2 separate regions of the Zea mays genome follow, and region 1 is linked to region 2. The links are chromatin contacts, called in public Hi-C maps. All regions are on one chromosome and are shown on one strand. The core of a region is the stretch at or near the end of the contact, and the rest is flanking DNA. Distances in the headings are between cores, read along the strand shown.

Region 1 (6,407 bases), core at 3,033-5,532, 230 kb after region 2:
CACAGGCACATACATAGTGTTACTATAAGGCAATATTTGTTAGTCATGCTATTTTTCATCTCACTGGGCCTAACGCTTTCCCCTCCCATCTAACCCCACCATTTCTCATCTCACTGGACAACCGCATATAATATTCATCATATTTGTTTGAGATTAATATCATGCTTCGTGTCTGTGCAAAGAGGCAAGCTTGTAGTCGAAGATAATATATGTGTTGTTTATTTTTATGTAATTATTATGCACTAACATTTGATCAAATAATTTATTAATTTGTTTGCCGTCGCAACGCACGAGCACTCACCAAGTATGTTCAATACGTGTAGAGGTGCTACAATTTATATTTGTTTCAATTGATATGTGTAGCACATGTTCCTAGGGGGCAATGTTACAGTTTTTGATGAAAGAAAAGAAATCAATGGCCTTTGCCGAGGAACTACAACATATGAACAGCTAGGGATCGGAATACTCAACCGTACCGGCTATCCCGGGCTGGTGATAGGAAGAGTCTAAGGGGGTAGGGGGTGGTGGTTATAGTGGAAGAAGATCGTGATTAGATAAACTGTCCGGAATCAGCAACCCGGAACGATAGTGGAGGCCACCCGGGAGGTGAAACTACCATAGAGGGGAAGGGGACAATAGTAGGAGTAGGTTGAGCCATCCATAACTTGAATAGAGTTGGCTCCACCATTCCAATCAACTCGAAAGCATTGCAATCCAATGTCAATTACAAGACGCCTATGAGAAAAGTAAGGCACTGGACCTTGGTCATGAGACTAGTGAGAAGCATCTCTCTATCTAGGGGGTGTTTGGTTTGCCTCTGCTAAAATTTAGCCCCTATCACATCGAATGTTTGAACCTCCGTTCGGGGTATTAAATGTAGTCGGATTATAAAACTAATTTCTCAGCCGAAGATTAAAAAGTGAGACGAATCTAGTACAGTTGGTTGGGTCTATATTTCATACTCCTATTTGAAAGTCAAACGCTTGATGTGACCCGGGCTAAACTTTAGTCCACAGAACCAAACACCCCCCTAATAGACATAGCAGTAATGAGCTTTAACTGCAACTCTTATTCCTATAGCCTAAAACTTAGCTTGTGTGTACAAATCAGGTAGGCCTTGTTCGTTTGTACGAAAATCAAAGAGGATTGATGTGATTAAATCATTTCCTATTCAATTTTGACTAGTAAGGAATTTAACCCTCCAATCTCTCTCAATCTACTACTAATCGAACAAGTCCTTATTTGGTTTTGTATTTTCTATGATAGATCATTAAATTTGTGGCTGCATATGCTTCAAATGACCCCTCTTCATTTAAATGTGGAACTAGTGCAGAATGTTGACATCATCAAACTCCCTTTTCAGGTATCAAGAATTCAAGACCCTAACAGCAGTTTAGCATAATAATGATTGGTTGATGTGACTCGGTACGAGGCTCCCAAATGAGTGGCCTTCTTCTGTAAATACGGGTTAGTAATTTAAAAAGAGACGGATGATTTATAGATGGTCTGAAGTATCATTCCTACCTGCGTGAGCCATCGGTTAATGCCACTTGATGCAGTGATGTTTGGTTGATCAAGGTCAATTTTCTCAAGGGTGGCTACCTGAAAGAAATCATTTTTTCATTAAGCCATAATCTGCCCAAGACTTAATGAGGACGCAAAAATGTTGAAATTACGTAGAGTTAACTTAACAATAAAGCGTAAATCACACCTATATCAGCAAGCGCTTCATGACTAGTGTTGGAGGAGGAACACTAACTAATAATCCAATAACCATCATTTAGGGCATTATCAGTAAGCACATATCATACCAGTTAAACTTGGATACAGATCCTTTCTTCAGAGCAAAACCATTAGTTCCGTTATCCTTCAGAGTAAGATCATTAGTTAGCTCTCTGAATACAGTTAGCTGTGTAGGATCATTAGTAACGTGTATTATTCAGAGAAATGCCTTGTTCTTGAATCATTCAGTTAGCGCTAACTTTTAAACAATGGAAGAAATACCTGGGCTCGTTATCTACGTACAAGAAGAACGAGGCCACCTTATTACTACCTCCGTTCACAGATTTATGTCCTCGTTGTTTTTTTCGAAAATTTCGACCACTCGTCTTATTCAAAACATTTATTCAAAAATGTAAAATTTCAAGTCAAGCATAAACTACCTTAAGGAATAAAACAAATCAAAAAATGATGACTCATTATTTTTTTGAATAAGACGAGGGATCAAAGCTTTTTTTTTAAAAAAAAAAGTCAACGGTGTCATATATTTATTAACGGAGGGAGTACAAAGTAAGACGCCGTAATGACTAAACGAGTTTGTAAAATAAAACCGTCTCATAACTCAATTTCTAAAATTAAAAAGAATCATCCGGTAGATGTGAAGAAACGAATAGCTATATATTCTCTAACTTGTGACATGCCTCCGATACAAAGGCCATATCTAGTATATTGCGTATATGATAGTGCAAAACACTGTTTTTGTATTATAGACGGTTCTATTTACAATACGAAGTTTGAAATAGAAGGTGATATAGGATATGTGACAGAAGAGTTGCTGAATCACAATGATTCCTCCTGAATATGAGCCTCAATAAGTACTAACTTTCTCATCCTCAATATTTAAAGAAGATAACCCTGAATACCAACTAATAATCTAGTAACATGTCATTCCGAGCAAAAATAAAAGGAATGCGTCGGTGGACCATCTCGAGCAGGTCCTCCACCTCGTCCTTCCCGGACGGCAGCACCGTGCCCTACGTTACGTCCACTATGAAGTAGAGTGAGTGAGTGACACCAGAGAGAGTGAGACACGATCGTTGTCATGGAAAGCCCTAGGCTGTCCGCAACGGATGCCGCGGGACGCCCTCTCCCCTTCGCCTGTAGCTGCACGGCGGCTACAGGGCAGCCGCTAGTGCTGCAGCGGCTCTCCCTAGCGAGCACTCTACGCAGAGGTAAGACTCTCTCTCCCCCTCGTTCTGGTGTGTGCCTCTCTCTCCCTCTAAACACTGTTCACGTGGGCCCATTTTCAATTGTTAGTAGATAAAAAATTTATAGTAGATGAAAAGTATGTATAAAAAAATGATATTTTATAGTGTAGTAGGATATAGGGGGAGTATTTAGGGGGAACCGCTGCGGGAGATGAAAAAATAGGGGGTGAAATGTTGATGATATGACCCAAAAAAGTGATATAGGGGGAAAAATTTAGAGGGAACGGTTGCGGATAGCCTTACATCCGATTCCTCTGGTCCCCCATTCACTCCCACGGCTTCTAAACTGCCGACGCATGGCATGCATCCGCTTGGCGCCCGCAGTTGGTGCCTGACAAATTTGGCGCCGGTAGATATGTACAGCACCTAATGGGTCTTGAAACAATGCTGCATCGGGCGCTCGTCCAAAACCAGCAACCACTGAAGACGCCTGCGAAAACGTCGCAGATTTGCTTCGGTGGCACGTTACCCTCTGCGCGAGCTGACATGGACATCGTATAATCCACTTTTTTTTTTCTGTCTGCCTGCGACAGATGCGACGCCAAGTGCCGGCACCCGATTGCGTCGGGTCGATGGCTCCCACGTTGGAGCACCGGAGGCTAGTTATTTTGTCGGTTGCGGTGGGCCGGTGGCCGGTGGACTCTAGTCTGCCTGCCCCAGTGATCTTCCTTTTAAGGGCCCCTTTAGTAGGGCTTATTTTTCAGTTTCGGCTCTAGCTCATGCAAAAGTTGTGCCAAACATCTCTTTTTCAAATGGCTTCACCAGTGAAGTGCTTTTCCAAAATGAACTAGAGGGCATGAGCCAAAAAAAGTGGCTCACCCGGCTTCAGCTCACGTCATTTTTGCACAATAGCCCTCCCACCAGTCCAAATTATTATTTTTTGGTCCTGCCCTCAATCCTTAGCCACGTACAGGAGAGATAAACTATACAAGAGTCTTTCTGAAAAACAACCTATAAGCCGTTTTGCCAAATAATTTTTTAGAATGGTTTTGGCTCATCTAAAGAAGTGGCTTCACCTCGTGAGGCAGAGCCAAAGCCGTTTTTGGAGAAGCTAGAGCCCTGCCAAGGGGCCCTAAACCCCCTGCGCCCGCCCGCTCTTCTTCCCTTTCTTTCATTCTCCAGAGACCAAACTTGCCATGCCAGCGCAGTAGCCAGTCCAGTGAACACAACGCAGCGCAGAGCAGAAAAGGGCCAGGAAGCCACCAAAACCTGATCCTTAACTGCCCTCCGAACGCCAACTCATCCCCTCCCCCATCCTCCCCTGCCATCCTCGACGCCACGCCATCTCTCTCTCTGCCCTGCCTTGCGTTGTCTTGGTCGGTTTCGTTTCGATCCCGCTCCTGAACAGTACGTCGGCAACTTGGAGGGGGCGCTGCCTGCTTCTTCTTCCTCCCGTGAAGGGAAGGCGGGGTAGCCGATCTCGGCCCGAGTTGATCCGGTTGCGGGGGCTTTTCTCTCGCGTGGTCCTCCAGCGCGCCGCGCCGCGCCGTGAATCGACAACCGGCCACCATGTTCGTCAAGAAGCTCGTGGAGAGGGCCTCCAAGAAGGTACGTACGGGTCACACCTGCGCTCTCCCAGTTGTCGTCTCTTGTTTTTCTGCCTGCCGTCTCTTGGCTGAAGCAGTGTGGTCTGCGATACATACCATGGAGTAACGCATTAGATAGATAGACACTACAGATTAGATGTAGAATACGCTGATGAAATTTGGGGCTGCGGGCGAATCCAACTTCCATGCGGGCTCTCCGGCTCTCAGGACAGGAATCGTTCCTTGGTTCTTCCACCTCCTGCACCGCGCTGGTTGAATCTGCACATCCTTCTCGATTCTTCGGTCGGAAAATCCGTCACTCCAAAAAATGTCACTATCCCGTTTCCCGTTTTTAATCGTTGTTTTTCCTTTGGAAACTAGAAAAAAGAACGTCCTCGCTCGCAGACGCCGTGCCGTATGGCTCGCTACACTCTGACAGAGACATTGGTTTTAATCGAAGCCCTGTTCGAATTCCAATCGTTTTCAAAAATGTACGTAGGACACCCAGGAAATCAATACGGCACGCGTAGAGCCATGTGATCCCATAAATGTCGAGCCAGTAGCATATTACTAGTTTATTCCCAGGCAGGCAGAAACCATCCCTACGTTACGTGTGGTGAAAGTGAAAAGCGAGGCTGGAGGGAGCTGGTCTGTGACAGGAAAGGAATAGATAGATAGAGCGGTCGAGATGGATAAGAGAGTTTGCATTGACGAGGTCAGATAGCAGTAGCAGCAGCAGTACGTGGATTGGCTGTTGATATATATACGACATGGCATCCTAGATTTAAAATGTCTGGCCGGTTCTTCGATATCAACAAGATCTGTTTATTCCAATGCGGCAATGCTGGGTTCAACGTATCAAACGCCGGCTTTGCATCGAGTCGCATCGCATTTGAGGATTGGGATTAGTTTAGCCTCCTCGCTTTTTTTTTGGGCTCTGGCCTGAAATGCTCAAACGATACCAACTGTTTTATTACCTAGCACGTTCCAGGGATGGGGAATCGGAGATGATGACTGTTGTTAAAATGCAGTTATAATTATATTTACTCAGAGAAATATGTTTATTAGGCCATCTCCAGGCCAAAATATTACACAGTAAAGTGTAAAATACAAAGTAAGATATAGTCGGGTGGCAAAGATAGTCTTATCGAGTGCGTTTAGGTAGACTGTTGGTGACGCGGTTTTCAGAGTTGGCTCGATCCGGAACATCTGGCGAGCTCAGAATGCCTCAAAAATACTGATGCGTGGAGGTGCGTGCTAGGTTGACGTGACCGGCCATGTGCGGGACTGCAAGGCCGGTGAGCAACTGGTCCACGAGACCCGCGGGTTGTGCCACGTAACCTTTCTCGTGGTCTCCCAGGGCCTTTTGCTAATCATTGCACAAAAAATCACTCTAGGGACACTCGATCGTTTAGCACTACCGTTCGTTTTTTATTCGGAGTCAAATTTATTTAGGGCTTGTTCGATTAGCTGCCAATCCACATAGATTAAGTGGGATTGGATGAGTTTAAATCCCAACTAAATCAAACCCTTTCTTAATTTTTTCCAATCCCATCCAATCCATAGGTAACGGGATTAACCGAACAAGGTCTTAACAATTGACACAACACATCAATTGTAAGAGGGATTAAAATACTAACGTGCTAACGTCAAATTTTGCTAGATGAATAACCGTGCCTTTCAATGAGAATATATAATATCACAACAACTTATATGTAAAATATGTACTATACTGTTATGAGAAAAAATATAATTTATTTATGATCCTGACTATACATAAATTTTGTTATTTTAATCTAGTTATTTCACCATTACATTGCAACCATCAGTAACATGCAGACTTTAATATATGTCACGATTTGCATTATCTCGTTGTTGGAGAGCATATCCCACA
Region 2 (6,589 bases), core at 49-2,548:
CCAGACGAGCGAGATCTCTCGCGCGCAGGCAGCATAGGCCTGACCTGTATGCAGTGTGCATGCACGACCGGAATCAAAAGGGGGAGGGGAGGGGGGTACTTGCGTTGCGTAATAAATTACCAGGCATAGTCCTCTTCTTCTTGGGCGGTGGCTGCGCCGGCGGCGCGCCTTGGCCGGACGCCGCAGGAACACCGCCTGCCACACCGGGCAGCGCCGCTGCCAGCTGTTGCTGCGGTGATATCAGCGGCTTAATCTGGTCTTGCTGGTCCCCATCCCTAACACCAAAGAACGCCGCCGATGAATTCGATGCCATCACTTCCTCCCGATTTATCCTGGCACCACCAGCTCGAACGCGCCAACACTGCTTCTCCTTCCTGCAGCTGGTCGCTTTGGCCCGTTGCTAGGAATAGGGTCGGCAGTGTTCTTCGTCCTTCCCCTTCTTCGCTGGAACAAGCAAGACTTACCAAGTGAGACAGGCATGGCAATCAACAACGGCAAAAAGAGCGCGAGTATCTCCAGGCAGCACATGACACACACAGCATGCGAGCGGCGACCATGGGGGCGAGACGAGAAAGATTTTTGCCGTTCCTCCGATCCGGAGACAAATCGAGGAAGAGCCCGACAGAACCAAGGAGATAAAGACCGGAAGAGGAGAGGCCCCGAAATTCCTGAGGGGAGTGATGGCTGTACCTTCTCATATGTATGTGCTTGGAACTGATCTGAAACAAGAAACAAATCCACAAGGAGCCGAGAAAAACTCCAAGCTAAGGCATCGGCCGCTTAGGACTCTTCCGAGATTAACAAAAGAACAAAGAGAACAGGGAAATCCAAACAAACAGTTGCACTCAAAACAAGTAAAAAAGCAAAACAACAAAAGCTCGCAAACACCCACACCCGCAGACTCATATATGACACAAACATACAGAGAGACAAATATATTTAGCAGGAAAAAAATATTAGACTGGGTTTGTTTCTTCTCTATACCTCACTCTCTCCCTGGTACCGCTAGCTCGCTCTCCTCTTGCTTTGCTCTTGCTACTGAGAGATAGCAGTGGTGGAGAGAGGATGCATGGAGGGAGAGGCTAAGAAGGCTGTTCTCCCATTTCTCTCATTTCCTTGTCATACTTTTCCTTCTCTCTCTTCTCTCCTGCTGCTTTCCTCTCCCACATCTAATATGCCCCACTATAAATCAATTTCTGGAATTTTCCCCCCTGCGCCTATGCACACGGGAAATATACAGGAGAGGGAGTATTTTTATATACAGCTCGGAGCAAGAGACAGAGAGGAGGAGAGAGAAAGGGTACAACGGATGGGAGCAGGGGGCAAGCACAAGCTCACGCAGCAGGCAAAGCGGTGTCGTGAAGCGTCTGAGGATTGGGTCCACCGACTGCGTGGGGCTGGCCGGCTTACCTCCCGCCATCACACATGCGCACACACCCGCAAAAGCTTTTCCCCGGAGTTGTTTTGGCTTTTTAGATGTTTATGGGCTGCAAGCGTGCATTTTCACAGGGGTTGTTTTGTTTTTTTAGACGTTTATGGGTTGCAAGCATATACTCAAGTGTGTGTGCTCGTGTTTTCGTATACCCTTACTGATATACCAAAGAGATACCACCTAATTTCTGTTAGATTCATCATATCTTTTTGTTAGCATTTGTTCACACACGTACATATTTTGTATGTATGTACGTGTATGTATGATGCACGTCATGACCATTTTGAGACGTTATTATTTATCATGGTTTATACGTGAGACTGCTGACAAGCAAGAGCTAGTTAGTGTAGCGTAAATCTCACCTTATACTCTATATAGTACAAAATATGTTCTAACAACCTATAGCTGTCCGTTTCAAATACACTTATAAAGTTCGTTTGCATATGTGGCTATGATTAGTATCTACCTACAGTACTGTTGATCCAACCAAATCACGTATAGCGAGTGGAATATTCTTGTCTAAGTTCTATTCATAAATAAATTTATTTATGCTAATTTCCTATTTTATATTGTATACCCTATTAACAATCAATGGTACAAAACAACTCTAAGATTGAGGTGAGGTCTAATTTCTACTGACAGTTTTGGTTATCGAACACCAGTAAAAATAAAATGGCTGGCCCCAAATGGAAACATCTTTCCACAGTAAAAAAAGATTTGTACAGGTGGTTCTCAATTAATTAACCACATGTGAAAAGAAACATTTCTACTAACCCTTGGCGGTTCTAAAAACGACAATACAAATGGCTTACAAACCATCAATATAGAGCTTCTTTGTATTTGTGAATTATGTGTAAGATATAAAGATATCTAGTTGCACAAGTGCCATAAATAGAGTGGCAAAATTTCTTTTGAAATATTGATTGCTAGCGGTGCACACTATTAATTATCTGTTGGTGATCCAGCTAATTACTTTTTCCACTGCTATTTTAATTTTTTGACAAATAAAACCACATCGGCGTGTAGGAAAACAAATAATATGACGCTATCACTGTTGACACACTCAAGCACTATCATCTCGTGTACATAGGATGCCCCCTGTTAGCTGTTGCTTGGGCTAGGTGCTACCAAAAGATACTGGAACCCGTGTGTGTTCAGATATGACCATCCAAAAATACATGGATATAATGTAACACCCTGTCCAATCTATGAACCGGTGGTACTTACTTCTGACAGCTCGCTAGAATCGTATATTGTCTCCATAGACCAACACGAGTCTTTTGTGCACACTTTGTCCTCACTCATGTGTACCCGAGAAAACTTACCAGTCGGTTATCCATCCCAAATTGTTAAAAGCTAAGCACGCTTAACTTGAAGGTTCTTTCGAGACAGGCTTCCGAAGATGCATCTTGTTGATATGAGTACTCTATTAATTCTATTAAACCTTGAGCCAGAATATCACCATCTCATGGACTAAGATATCACATACAAGCCGCAAGACGAGATGTAGGATCGATCAGCACATTACATCCCCCTAAGGTCTTATTCTGTTATTTTCACTTCATATGTATTGGAGGGGATTGATACGGATTGGAGAGAATTTTGACTTACTGAAACCCCCTCAATCCCCTCCTCAATCCATATGGATTGGGTAGAACCGAACAAGTCCTAATAAGTAAAATGAGTGCCCTTGTTGTATCTTATACATTGATCGATAAATTAGCTGAGAGTTGGAAGTTGTATTATGCTACTTCAATTTGATGCATTCGACATGCATTCATGATGCATGACAACGGCCAACCACGCGCATTCCATAGTAGTGCATTTTGCATGTACACTTCCATGCATCCTTCCATGAATTTTTGTCGACTTTTTAATTTTTATTTTACGATCAAGTAGGTCATTCGATCTTATATAAGCGGCTATTGCTAACAGCAACAGGCAAAGTAAACTAAACAACGAAACTGGTTAGGATGTTAAATTTTCAGCCTGGAAAATAATTTTCCCTTACCCAAACTCATCAACTACCCATCTCTCTCTCTCTCTCTCTCTCTCTCTCTCTCTCTCTCTCTCTCTCTCTCTCTCTCTCTCATATGTATATATAATTAGTTAGTTGGAAAGACTGGCAAATTTAAACGGCAGACAGCCATGACGTACGTGTAAGAGCTGGGACAATCAATGTACAGGCTAGGCAACAGTTTCCAGTAGAACATGGAGAAAGCCTCTTCGAAAATGTCCAAAGAAAGCCATCGAGTCCAACCGTTCGCGAGGCATGCATGCAGTGCAGCCGTGACACTGCTACTGCTGGAAAACGTCCGAGAGAAAGCGGACGTAAGCTCGGCGCTTGTCGTTGTTGGTGCGCACGTCTCTCGGGTCTAGCTATAGTTTCGTCATGGCCTCTTCAACACTCTTTGAAAAAGTTTCGCCGGTAGCGACGACGTATGCCAACATAGTGAGCATCCTGCACGTAGCCGTCTTAGGTTATCGACACATGGTCATATATAATATATACTAGTATTTTTATTTGAGAATATATCCGGTACACATGAGTCTATGGTACATATATATATATATATATATATATATATGTTGCACATGTGAACTAATAAAGTTCACAAAAAATTCAAAAAAAATTCATACATAGTCTTTATAGTCTTTCCACCGTACTCTAATATAATTAAATACAAAATTCAAATCCTTTCCACCCTATTCCAATTATATACAAAATTCATACATATTCTTTTCGCCTCTAAATTATTATCCATTTCAATTTTTTCAATAAGATAAAGACATCTTAAGTTTGACTGAAATTATAATATCAATTATGTATACTATAAAAATATAATTAATAGAGAATATAATATTATTTATTGGATAACATAAATGTGTTATTATCTTATTATATACATTTGATCAAACTTGAGATATTTTTTTAAAATCTAATACTCCCTCTGTCCCAAATTAAGATTCGTTTAGTAGATTCATACAATGATTATTAATATATGTGTTTTGTATATATGTTAGATTCATCTTCATCCATTTAAATATAGACACAAAATTGAAGTGCTAAGCAAAGCGAAAGCTGATATGGGACAGAGGGATTAATACTTATAAGATAAAGACTTATGTTTTTTTGTTTTTTGTTTCGTGCAAATAATGTACTTGCAAGGAAAGTTTCTAATCATCGTATATTTACGAGTAACCAATAAATATGAAAAAATAGTAATAAAAATTCACATAGGACAATGGTATTGTTTGTTTCAGTCTTTTTTAGTTTTTGGCCAACAAAAGCTGTCGTAGACTGTCAAACAACCCAACTTTTTAGCCCACTTCTATGAAAATTACTTTAGTTAAAACCGTCCAAAATCAACGTGAACACAAAATTGGTCGAATCATTGCGACAATAGGAAACCATTATTTTCTACATCTTGAACCCTATGAACTCTTTTATCTTCCTCGATACGTAACCTATATGATAGTTAGATTCTCTTTAAAGCCAGATTCTCCTCACATCTCGGAAAAGCTCCTCAGCCCTATTACTCTGGCCACATCAAGGTTCAATTTGGTGTATCGCTGGTTCTGTCATAAGAAAACCGCGAGTGTAAAATAAAATATACTAGTGGTTCCTTATAAAAACAATGAATGTAAATAGTCCATTTATACTCATGCTTGTCTTAAACCAGTTGACCGTGACACCGAGGTGTTATGATTTCATACTACTTTGATCAACTCGATCTTCAAGCCATTTTCCCTTCTGCAATCTAACTAGTAATTTTGAAATTCCCAATAGGAAATTCCATTTGCTCTTTTCGCAAGGTCGTTAGTCTCTAGATGTCTTACTGATGCAAAGTGTATAGTTGTGCCTATATACACATAAATCCCTAAATGCTTTGAAGTCAAACTGTGTGCCATTGTCTACTATCAAAGACTTCAACACTCTGAAGCAACATATAATAGTTTGCTAGTAGAACTTTTGCAATGTGGATAAAGTTATGGTGGCTAATGCTTTAGCTTCGATCCATTAGGATAAGTACTCCACTATGACTACGACATACTTCAAGTTTCCTTAAGCTGGCGATATTAGTCCAATGCTATCTATGCCACATCTTTGTAATGGCCAAGTTAGCTGGATTAGCTGGGTTAACAATGAAGGTTGCTACTAGTCTTTTGCACATCGCTAGGAACTACCACATGTCCTAATAAGGCTGACTACGTCTTTTGCTGCCTTCGGCCAGTAGAACCCTTGTCGAACACCTTCCCTAGTAATGCTCTAGGACCGACGTGCGCCTCAAAAATGTTAGAGTTTATCTTTGTGTTGACTCATGCACGTGTTCCCTTGACCGAAGACGGTAGACGGGAGAGAAATTAGGGCCGCCGTGTAGGTCTAGGGTCCGCCGCCGGGGTCCTCCTTTGTGGGCGCCGTAAGGGGGGGTTGAAGGAGGACCTGGGCCTGTCGCCAGGGAGCCTTGTTGAAGTTCGTAACTCAATTGGAGAGAATGATAACCTGGTGGTCGGGAATTTTTCGATGAAGCAGTTCTGTCACCACAGATCCTCCCCCGCCCGTGGTCGGGGTACCTCGACGTCCTAACTATGGGTAAGTGTGCCCTTTACCTACTCGCCTTAGTCTCAGCAATGTGTAGCTCTGTTTCGATTTGATGGAGTTTGATGGGGGGAACTTATCGTTAGGTCCCGGCCATGGCGCCACCGCGATGATGACGACATCACCGCTTGGTCTCGGCGTGGGTGGGGAAGACATGTCGGTAACCGTTGATGCGTAATCGGGCGACCAAGATTTGATTTGGGCATTGGTCTGGGCTGGAGGGTATTGGGTCATCAATCATGAATCAAACAGGACAGGTCGGTCAGGATCGAGTCCCCGGAACTTTAAATCGCCGCTCTCGATTCTTGATCTGAGGACCCATGTGACATGCGACTATGGCTGAATCTGGGCCGTGGATGGCGGATCTAAGGGTTTTGGCTACATACCGATTCAATCTAAGGCTAGTTTGATCTACGCCCTCGATTTTGGATCCAACGATCAGAAAACCCCATACCCCTTTGTCGTGGTTATTTTACTTAAGAGCCCCTAGACTTGTGGGGAATAAACCCGCCGTCCTTATGAATACAAAGATCGTTTCAGGATGGTCCAAATTCTTA

The links. A called contact is a pair of places that touch in the nucleus more often than the background predicts.
Region 1: a Hi-C map of ear shows a contact between it and region 2, with 2.2 times the contacts expected there. The contact joins the promoter of LOC103646073 here to the promoter of LOC542199 in region 2. A contact is called at or near these places in 6 of 25 Hi-C or Micro-C datasets (bundle sheath, ear, endosperm and 2 more).

What each region holds. Positions count from the first base shown.
Region 1 is chr2:18,753,082-18,759,488 of Zm-B73-REFERENCE-NAM-5.0, forward strand. LOC103646073 reads left to right here and starts at 4,283. Exons shown (of 24, transcript NM_001350874.1): 1 at 4,283-4,535. The coding sequence starts at 4,497.
Region 2 is chr2:18,525,463-18,532,051 of Zm-B73-REFERENCE-NAM-5.0, forward strand. LOC542199 (naked endosperm1) reads right to left here and starts at 1,299. Exons shown (of 4, transcript NM_001351719.1): 1 at 985-1,299; 2 at 121-444. The coding sequence starts at 313.